Linked DNA regions of Danio rerio: regions 1 and 2 are each linked to region 3. A link is a contact called in public Hi-C and Micro-C data. All regions are on one chromosome and are shown on one strand. Each heading gives the region's core, a stretch centred on a gene start, on an enhancer-like site or on the middle of the called end of the contact. The rest is flanking DNA. Distances are from core to core; before and after follow the strand shown.

Region 1 (3,321 bases), core at 159-2,658, 250 kb after region 3:
TGTGCTCAGAGTTGAGAGAAACAGGAGAGACACAGGCTAAATTTACCTTGAAAATAAAACATGCTCTGAAACTACTGAACCTTTCTTTTGTGAATGAATGAATGAATAAATGAACAAATCATAAATAAATAAATAAAAATATCAATCACCTAATAAGGAGAGTGAATGAGCAAAATAAATAATTCAATGATGAATTATGAATGAGCGAACAATTAATTAATTAAGGGAAAAAAATTATGAATAATTAAATGAATGACTGAATTAATAAAGGAACAGTAAAACCAAAAGTAATTAAATCATTTAACAATTAATTAACAAATAATTATATGAATGAATGAATGTAGAAACAAATACATAAAAAGTACATAAACACATTATTCACCAAAAAAGGAGAGTGAATGAGCAAATGAACAATTCATTTAATGAATGACTGAACAATGAATGAAATGAATAAATGAAAAATAACGAAAGATTAATTAAGTGAATGAACGGTGAATCAAAATGTATTAAATGATTGAACAAGGAATAAATAATTGAATGAATGAAGGAACGAATAAACAGATAAATAAAAATAAGTACATAAACACATTAATGACCAAATAAGGAGAGTGAATGAGCAAATGAATCAAAAATTTAATGAATGAATAAATAATGAATGAACAGTTAATTAAATGAACGAATGAAAAATAATTAATAATTAATTAAATGAAGGAGCAGTGAATCAGAAATTATTGATAATAATTTGAATGAATAAATGAATGAATGAATGAATGAATGAATGAATGAATGAACGAACGAATGAATGAATGAATAAAGAAATAAAAAATAAGCACATAAACACAATGCAATTGTTATTAATGAATACATTAATAATTTAAATGAATAATTGAACAAATAAAGAAATAAAAAGTAAATAAACAAAGCAAATGAATAATTGAATGAATGAATGAATGAATGAATGAATGAATGAAAAATAATGAAAGATTAATTGAATGATTGAAGAGTAAGTCAAAATTATTAACTAGATGGTTAAACAAGGAATAAATTAATAAATATTTTAATGAATGAATGAATAAAAGTGAGTACATAAACACATTAATAACCAAATGAGTGAACGATAATTGATTTTTATAACTAATTTAAAAACTAAAGAATGAGTGAAGAATGAATCAAATGAATGAATGAAAAATAACTAATGATTAAATGCATGAATGAACAGTGAATCAAAATTAATTAATTATTAATTATTAATTAATTAATTGTTGTACAAATTAATGATTGAAAATTTATAATATAAAATAATTAATATAAGTCTAATATAAATCAGATTAATATAAATCAAGTAAAATAATCCATCTTCTGTTTGATTCTGACTTTTATTCTAAAGTCGAGAACGTGACATTCTGCCTCACAGGCGCTGATTGGTCGGCAGGCGGAAGTGACGTCGCGTGTTGTGGATTGAGAGGGAGTTTGTACGCGCGCTTGTGAAACTCTCTCACTCAGACTGGAATAAAGCTCAGAAGCGGCTTCAGCTCTGTTTGGATTTCGGTAAAGTGATGTTGAATCCATCAGAATGCGTATCTAAATATTTTTAGCCGCTTTTCTGGCATTTAATGGCGGTTCTGAAGCGCCTCTATTGTTTGCTCTGGTTAACTCGATCAGGCGGACTCTGCTAACTAGACCGAATAACAGTAAATTACTATAATTATCCGATTCATTAGTTTGTATTTTTATTTCATAAATCAGTCCACACGTCATGCTTTTTGTGTCAAATATTTCAGATTATTATGTAACGTAATGTGTTGTATAACAGCACACTTATTGTGTCTTAATACTGAAATATTGATGTGTTTTGACTGCTCATGTAGTATATATTTATGTCATATTGCCGCTATTTTCGCTCAATTAATCATCGTTACTAGAATTTTTCACTCTTAATTGATTCTATGCATGTTTAGAGTAAGGCTGGTTTGATTTGATGCTGTCTCGTTCAAGTGAATCGATTCAGTGAACTGATTCGAATACCTTATTCGCGATTTTTATTAGTTTGAATTTGAATTATTTTTGGAAATTCAAAAATCAATAAACACTAGTGAAAAGTCATGAAAATGAATGCTTAAAATTGTACGACATACTTTATTTTTAGCTTTTATAAACATGAAATATGATAATTCTTTGAAATTGTTTGTCTTGTTCAGTGTTTTCAGGTTTTTTGGGTCTTCATTTTTTGTTTATTTGTGAGGAAAATCAAGGTGTTAATGTTTGTAATTTATGCTTTTACGTCTCATTGATGGTAATATAGCTACATTATGCAATGTTCATGTGAGTCGATTCAGTGAACCGATTCGTATATTAATTCGCAATTAAGTCTGAACTGAGATGAGTTCTTCATTCTCTCAACAAAAACTACTAGGAAAAAGTATGTCACATGGCTGAGCTTTATCTTATGGTTTCTGTTAACATGATAATTAATGACTAATGAAGTCATGTCTTCGCTTTTTCAGGTTTATGAGCAACGATTCAATTGTTTGATTCAGAGAACATGCCTGAACTCAAACTCAAGCATGTCGTGTCCTGCAGCAGTGAAGATAATGTAAGAATTCTGTTACACTATTGATATTAACAACATTTACTGACACTTAACAATCAACACACAAACCTGAGAACTAGACTGATTCATTGATTCAGCTGAATCTATTGACTCATTGGTTTGAACCGAGTCACTGAACTTGAAATGCAGTAGGGCTGTAGATGTTCAAAAATAAAATCAGAAATTGGGATACCTTGCATTAAATATATCACGATATGAATACAGTTTCACTAAATGGCTTGAAGAGCTCTATTTAGGAACAGTTCATTAAATTGATTGGAAATTGATTGGAATGATTCTCCAAGGCTGTGTTTCCCAACCCTGTTCCGGGAGGCACCCCAACAACTTTATATTTTAGTTGTTTGCAACAAGACAAATGGTAGTTAAATTAGATTAATAACAGGATCCTGATCACCAATTAAAGAGTTTGTTCTTGATTGTTTACTTTTTCTGCACAGACTCATAAAGCAGACAACCTCTTGAGCTCCGACACTTACAGAAAATGGAAAGCTGCGAGACCTGGAGAAAAGCAAGTTTCTGTCATCCTTCAAGTATGTCTGACTTATTTTTGTTAATTATTATTATTATTATTTATTTTAAAATTGTTCTTAAGTTAGTTTCAAATTAACAACATATTAAATATATTATTATTATTATTATTTTAATAACATTTTTATTTATTTAATGTATATTATTATTATTTTAAGATGCCTTAATGCCACTTGCAGATG
Region 2 (3,273 bases), core at 268-2,767, 250 kb before region 3:
TTTATTTATTTTTTACTCATTTTTATTATTTATTTTTATTTTACTTGTTTCTTTTATTCTTGTTTATGTAAAGCACTTTGAATTGCCACTGTGTATGAAATGTGCTATATAAATAAACTTGCCTTGCCTTGCCTAAATTAAACTTGTCTTCTTGTCGATTGAGGCACAACTGTTAATAAACCTGTGTGATGCACAAACCACTGAAGCACACCAAAAGCTGTGCCTTTACATGAGTTAGAGTACAGTGTAAAGTGTGCTAAGGAATATAAACACGAACACTAATATAAACACTATATGTGTATGTGTGTGTGTGCTTGTGTGTGTGTGTGTCACCTGTGCAAAAAAGGTGAGAGAGGCGCTTTAATCTGCAGGATGTTCAGGACACGATCGGTTCACTTCAAACCACTCGTCAATACAGCTGCAGAGAGAGCAGAGATGATGTCAGAGAACACACATAGACACACACACACAGACAGACACACACACACACACACACACACAGACAGACAGACAGACAGACGAGCATGAGGGTCTTTACCCTTTGTGATAAATGCAGAGGCAGGGCAGGCGTGCGATGGTGTCTCCCTGCAGCAGCTCCTCCAGACATATTGCACATTCTCCAGCATCCTTCGACAGCACGTCCTCTGAGGAACAGTGGAGAACAGCACACATCAGCGCGTCTCTATATACATGATGTTGATCATTTACATGATCACAGCTTTAAAAATGTTAAGTGACATATAACTAGGGGTGCAGCATATATAGCTTCAGCATCAATATTGCAACGTGTGAATCTACAATAGTCACATCACTGGATCTGCAATGCCAAACTAAGCATAAAATACAGCTCATAACACTATAATCCAACAGTGTGTGAAGATGTGTTTTTAAGACCTCTGACTTTACAATTTCAAGCTAATTTAAACCATTCGAATACAAGAAATTATGAAGTTTGCAGCTTTAACAAATATTAACTGTGTTTATTTATACAATAAAGACTATGCAGTGTTATTTTGCATGTAATTATCAAACTTTAGTGTATTTCAACACTCCAGCGAAAACCATTTATTTCATTTTTGTCTGTGTTCTGTTGTTTTTATCAGCACTTTGATTCATTTTATTATGTTTATTTTCTGTAATTTTCTATATTTTATGCAGATGCACTCGCCTACAATCATCCAATCACTGTTAAATCAAATTAATATGAATTAATTTGATGTTAAAAATCTAATTATTAGTCATCTTGAGAAATTATGCCCATATCTCAATATTTATTGCATTTTTTATTTTATTTTCAATACCATGTAGCCCTATGTATATATATCCACACGTGCATTTATAAAATTACAGCTTTAAAATTTGTTTACTGGGGCATCTGATACTTTTTAAACAGACATTTCTGTGCAAATAACTCATAAAATCGAAAATACTTTTAATTAAAAGCAACTACTTAAAACCATGTTTACAACCAAAGCATTTTTATAAGTGAGCAGAAGAGGGCGCTGAAGATCTGCATTTCCTTCAGCTTCTATGACTCATTCCTGCTGCTCACATACAGCACTGCACTATTACCCTATTCTATTCTATTCTATTCTATTCTATTCTATAGGAATCAGTATCAAATATTATGTTAAGTTAGAACATATCCTGTTTTAAATCTTTCATATATTGCTTTAACACAATCTTCATTATAAAAAGCACAATAGAAACAAAAAGGAATTGAATTGAATTAATTGGATGGAAGATAACTGCAAAGAGTGACTTGGACATCAATCATTTCAGAGCTGACAAAGGGTTAGCACAAACCTGTTTTCAATAACATTCAATTCAGCTTTATTTGTATAGTGCTTTTACAATGCACCCATTAATTAATTATGTTTATCATAATAGCAGACAAACGACCTGAGGTTTGTTTTTAATGAAAATAAAGGAGGCAAAAACAAAATTTGGTTTAATAAGTTTGGATGATAGCAGTCAGAGTGAACAGACACCAGCAGCCTTTCACACACTTCACCTGAGCACTTTACACAAACACTGTTGTGGGAGGAGCCTGTCATTCACTCCACTGAATATTCATTAAATGAACATGACCAGAATAAACAAGTTTTAGTAAAGTTCTATAAGTGAAGTTTAGGTTTTGCTACTTTTAGGACATTGATTCAGAATAAACACACCCTAACAACTACATAACAACCTGTCAACTCCACAACACCCTAACAACTGCGTAACAACCTGTAAACAGTGCACAACACACTAACAATCAGTCAACACTCCACAACACCCTAACAACCACATAACCTGCCAACTCCACAACACCCTAACAACCACGTAACAACTTGTCAACAACCAACAACACCCTAACAATCAGTCAACACTCCACAACACCCTAACAACCACATGGCAACGTCAACATTCCACAACCTGTTAACTCTTTACAACACTATAGCAAACACATAAAAACCTGTCAACAACCATACATCACTGTCAACCGCCAACAACACCCTAACAACTACGTAACAACCTATCAACTCCACAGCACCCTAACAACTGCGCAACAACCTGTCAACTCCACAGCACCCTAACAACTGCGCAACAACCTGTCAACTCCACAACACCCTATTAACTGCGTAACAACCCGTCAACAGTGCACAACACCCTAACAATTAGTCAACACTCCACAACACCCTTACAACCCCATAACAACCTGCCAACTCCACAACACCCTAACAATCATGTAACAACTTGTCAACAACCCACAACACCCTAACAATCAGTCAACACTCCACAACACCCTAACAACCACATGGCAACGTCAACGTTCCACAACCTGTTAACTCTCTACAACACTATAGCAAACACATAAACACCTTTCAACAACCATACATCACTGTCAACCGCTAACAACACCCTAACAACTACGTAACAACCTGTCAACTCCACAGGACCCTAACAACTGCATAACAACCTGTCAATAGTGCACAACACCCTAACAATTAGTCAACACTCCACAACACCCTAACAACCAAATAACAACCTGCCAACTCCACAACACCTTAACAATCACGTAACAACTTGTCAACAACCATAAAGCACCGTCAACCACCAACACTACCCTAACAACCACATTATAAGATGTCACCATCCCACAACACCCTAAAAACCACTCCCAACACCCTAACAACCACATTACAACCTGTCTACATCCCTACGACACTATATCAAACATATAACAACCTTTCACCAACCTCCAACACACTAACCACCACATAACAA
Region 3 (3,273 bases), core at 661-3,160:
GACTATTTTTTCTCTTCAGAAGGTTATGGATAAAATATGGTAATTCTTATGGTTTAATAAAAATAAATAGATTTTTGGAAACCACCAGGCGACCCCCCTTCATTGTCCCGCGACCCCTCGGGGGGTCCCGATCCCCACTTTGAGAACCATTGGTATAGTATAGTATGGTATAGTATAGTATAGTATAGTTATTACAATTTATCAATTGACTATAGCTAATACTGCAGTATGCTGGAGCAATAATTTACTATAGTATGGTTTAAAAACACTATAGTATTTACTACAGTACTTTCTCAAGACACATGTCCTCTCATACAGTAGGGATATTAAAGATCCGTCACAGATGAAGTGCAGTAAACACTGCCATCTGCTGACACAACACTGAACTACACAGACATATCACAGGAGAATGTAAACAATAACAATCAATTAAATTAAGACAAAAACACTACATTGATATAATTTTTTATTATTATTTTTATAAATATTATTATTTTTATTATTTTATCATTATTGTTTGCACTTGCCTATCAATTTATAAGTAATAGTTTATGTACAGTTGAAACCTTTATGTATTTTTATTTTTCTAACATTCCCTAGTGCTGTTAAAGAGCAGATAGTTTCAACACATTTCTAATCATAATAGTGTTAATAACTCTAATAATAGTTATTAATTAATATCTCTAATAACTGATTTATTTTATCTTCGCCTTGATGACAGTAAATAATATTAGACTAGATATTCTTCAAGCACTTGTATTCAGTGACTTATTAAGTGACATTTAAATACTTAACTAGGTTAATTAGGGTAAAGTTAAGGTGATTAGTCATTGAACAACAGCCGTCTGATCTAAAAATGTGTGTTACTAATTGGTTAAATATAAAGAATGCAACAATATGCATCTAAAGGTCAATATTATTATTGAGCTAGCAGCTAGCTCTCTGCAACTCTCACATGGTCGCCCACTGAAGCTAAGCAGGGCTGCGCCCGGTCAGTACCTGGATGGGAGACCACATGGGAAAGCTAGGTTGCTGCCGGAAGTGGTGTTAGTGAGGCCAGCAGGGGGCGCCCAACCTGCGGTCTGTGTGGGTCCTAATGCCCCAGTATAGTGACGGGGACGCTTTACTGCTCAGTGAGCGCCGTCTTTCGGATGAGACGTTAAACCGAGGTCCCGACTCTCTGTGGTCGTTAAAAATCCCAGGATGTCCTTCGAAAAGAGTAGGGGTTTAACCCCGGCATCCTGGCCAAATCTGCCAACTGGCCTTTGTCTATCATGGTCTCCTAACCATCCCCATATTCCAATTGGCTTCATCGCTGTCTCCTCTCCACCAATTAGCTGGTGTGTGGTGTGCGGTCTGGCGCAAAATGGCTGCCGTCGCGTCATCCAGGTGGATGCTGCACACTGGTGGTGGATGAGGAGATCCCCCCATTGTGTGTAAAGCGCTTTGAGTGCCCAGAAAAGCGCTATATAAATGTAAGGAATTATTATTATTATTATTATTATTATTAGCCCCTTTAAGCAATATTTGTTTTGGATAGTCTACAGAACAAACCATCGTTATACAATAACTTGCCTAATTACCCTAACCTGCCTAGTTAACCTAATTACCCTAGTGAAGCCTTTAAATGTCTCTTTAAGCTGTATAGAAGTGTCTTGAAGAATATCTAGTCTAATATTATTTACTGTCATCATAGCAAGGATTTAGTCTTTGCTAAAATGAAATTGGGCGAAAAATAAAGGGAGGTGAATAATTCAGGGGGGCTAATAATTTTGGCTTTAACTTTATACATATATGTTCATTCTTGGGGGTTGTTTGATTCATCCGTCCCCACCAATGTCAAGTACAAACCTACTGTATGCCCTTGACCCCTTCATTGTCCCACGACCCCCACTTTGAGAACCACTGCTGTAGTGTACAATGTCAGTCAGCAGAGGGCAGTGTGTCCACATTTCTAGAGCACTACACTAGCACACTGCATTCTGCAAACCCGGATCTACACACTCACTCACACACTATAGCAAGATGTTGTGTTTAAAGGGTCAAGTTCACCCTAAAAATAAAATAAAAATCTGTCTTCATTTCCTCATTTCAACTTGTTTGAGTTTTTTTTCTTCTGCTGAACACAAAGGAAGATATTGTTAAGATTGCTGGAAGAAAAGAAACAGCCATTATTATCGTGAATATTGTGTTTCGTGTTCAACAGTGAAAAGAAACTCATAAAGGTGTTCAGGGAAACATGTTAGAGTTCACGTGCCTCATTACCTGCAATCCAATAATATTACACAAACTATAACCCTACTCGCTCGCATTATATTAGACTGTCCTCAAGGGCAAGTGTTCTAGTGTGTGTGAGTGTGTTTGAGTGTGTTCTAGTGTGTGTGAGAGTGTTCGAGTGTGTGTGATTGACGCTCAGATGCACAGGATGATGTTTACCTGGTTTGAAGTGCGGCAGTGAGTGAACACCTGGCCACGTCTCCTCTGACGGTGTCCCCAAAACCTGCACACACACACACACACACACACACACACACACACAAGAGAAGAGCACAGTGAGTCCTTCAGGAGAAAACACACTCAAGATGAAGGACAGTGCGACACGCAGATGGAGACCTACTCTACTGCTAATAATAGTCTGTGTGTCATGTAAGAGTGTGTGTAAGAGTAAGAGTGTCAGTGTGTGTGTGTATGTTTTTGTGTAATGACATGGCTATGATGGCATTACAACATTATGAGGACATCCTTTGTGTCCTTATAATGTAAAAATCCTCCTTAATGGGGTCTCTTGATTTAATTATCCACAGGTTTGCTGTGAGGGTTGGGTTTAGGGGGAGGGCCATACTGTGTAAAATACATTACGCCTATGAAGAGTCCTCATTAACCACCAATACTAACATGTGTGTGTGTATGTTTCTCATATATGTGTATTATGAGCACATTAGTAGAGATGCCTGACCTGTTAAACGGCACTAGTGAACAGAGTGTGTGTGCAGGAGCAGTGTGTCCAGCAGGGGGCGGTGTTGGATTACACTCAGGAACATATCTGTCTTTATTAGAGCTTATATATCAAGGTAAAATCATAGTAATGGAATAATCATATGCTGAACATCAGCAGGCCACAAGTTAATTATTCTGCTGTAAATGAATTATGTTTGTGCTGTTTTTGAATTATGACGGGCAATTTAATTAGTACAGAATTCAAAACAACTTAATAGTGCTTAAATACATTAAATGTCAAGAAACAAACAAAAGCAACTAACGGCAGCATCTATC

The links. A called contact is a pair of places that touch in the nucleus more often than the background predicts.
Region 1: a Hi-C map of skeletal muscle shows a contact between it and region 3, with 8 times the contacts expected there. The contact joins the promoter of xrcc1 here to the enhancer-like site in region 3. A contact is called at or near these places in 2 of 18 Hi-C or Micro-C datasets (caudal fin and skeletal muscle).
Region 2: a Micro-C map of caudal fin shows a contact between it and region 3, with 6 times the contacts expected there. The contact joins two enhancer-like sites. A contact is called at or near these places in 2 of 18 Hi-C or Micro-C datasets (caudal fin and an unstated tissue).

The regions. Positions count from the first base shown.
Region 1 is chr16:58,599,772-58,603,092 of GRCz12tu, forward strand. xrcc1 (X-ray repair complementing defective repair in Chinese hamster cells 1) reads left to right here and starts at 1,409. Exons shown (of 18, transcript NM_001003988.2): 1 at 1,409-1,550; 2 at 2,506-2,593; 3 at 3,049-3,141. The coding sequence starts at 2,543. It overlaps LOC101885075 (kin of IRRE-like protein 2), which reads left to right. Exons shown (of 10, transcript XM_073925569.1): 10 at 1-72.
Region 2 is chr16:58,101,489-58,104,761 of GRCz12tu, forward strand. It overlaps znrf2b (zinc and ring finger 2b), which reads right to left. Exons shown (of 5, transcript NM_001076728.1): 3 at 539-644; 4 at 334-418. The coding sequence ends at 361. Among named protein-coding and RNA genes, the nearest start is that of nod1, 35 kb to the left of the region's middle. Within about 2 kb of position 1,518, at least 4 of the 62 cell types and tissues checked have an H3K27ac peak or open chromatin away from gene starts, as enhancers often do.
Region 3 is chr16:58,348,796-58,352,068 of GRCz12tu, forward strand. It overlaps cdk14 (cyclin dependent kinase 14), which reads right to left. Exons shown (of 15, transcript NM_001430898.1): 11 at 2,437-2,500. Among named protein-coding and RNA genes, the nearest start is that of fzd1, 67 kb to the left of the region's middle. Within about 2 kb of position 1,911, at least 5 of the 62 cell types and tissues checked have an H3K27ac peak or open chromatin away from gene starts, as enhancers often do. A contact at or near this core is called in skeletal muscle, where this site is marked.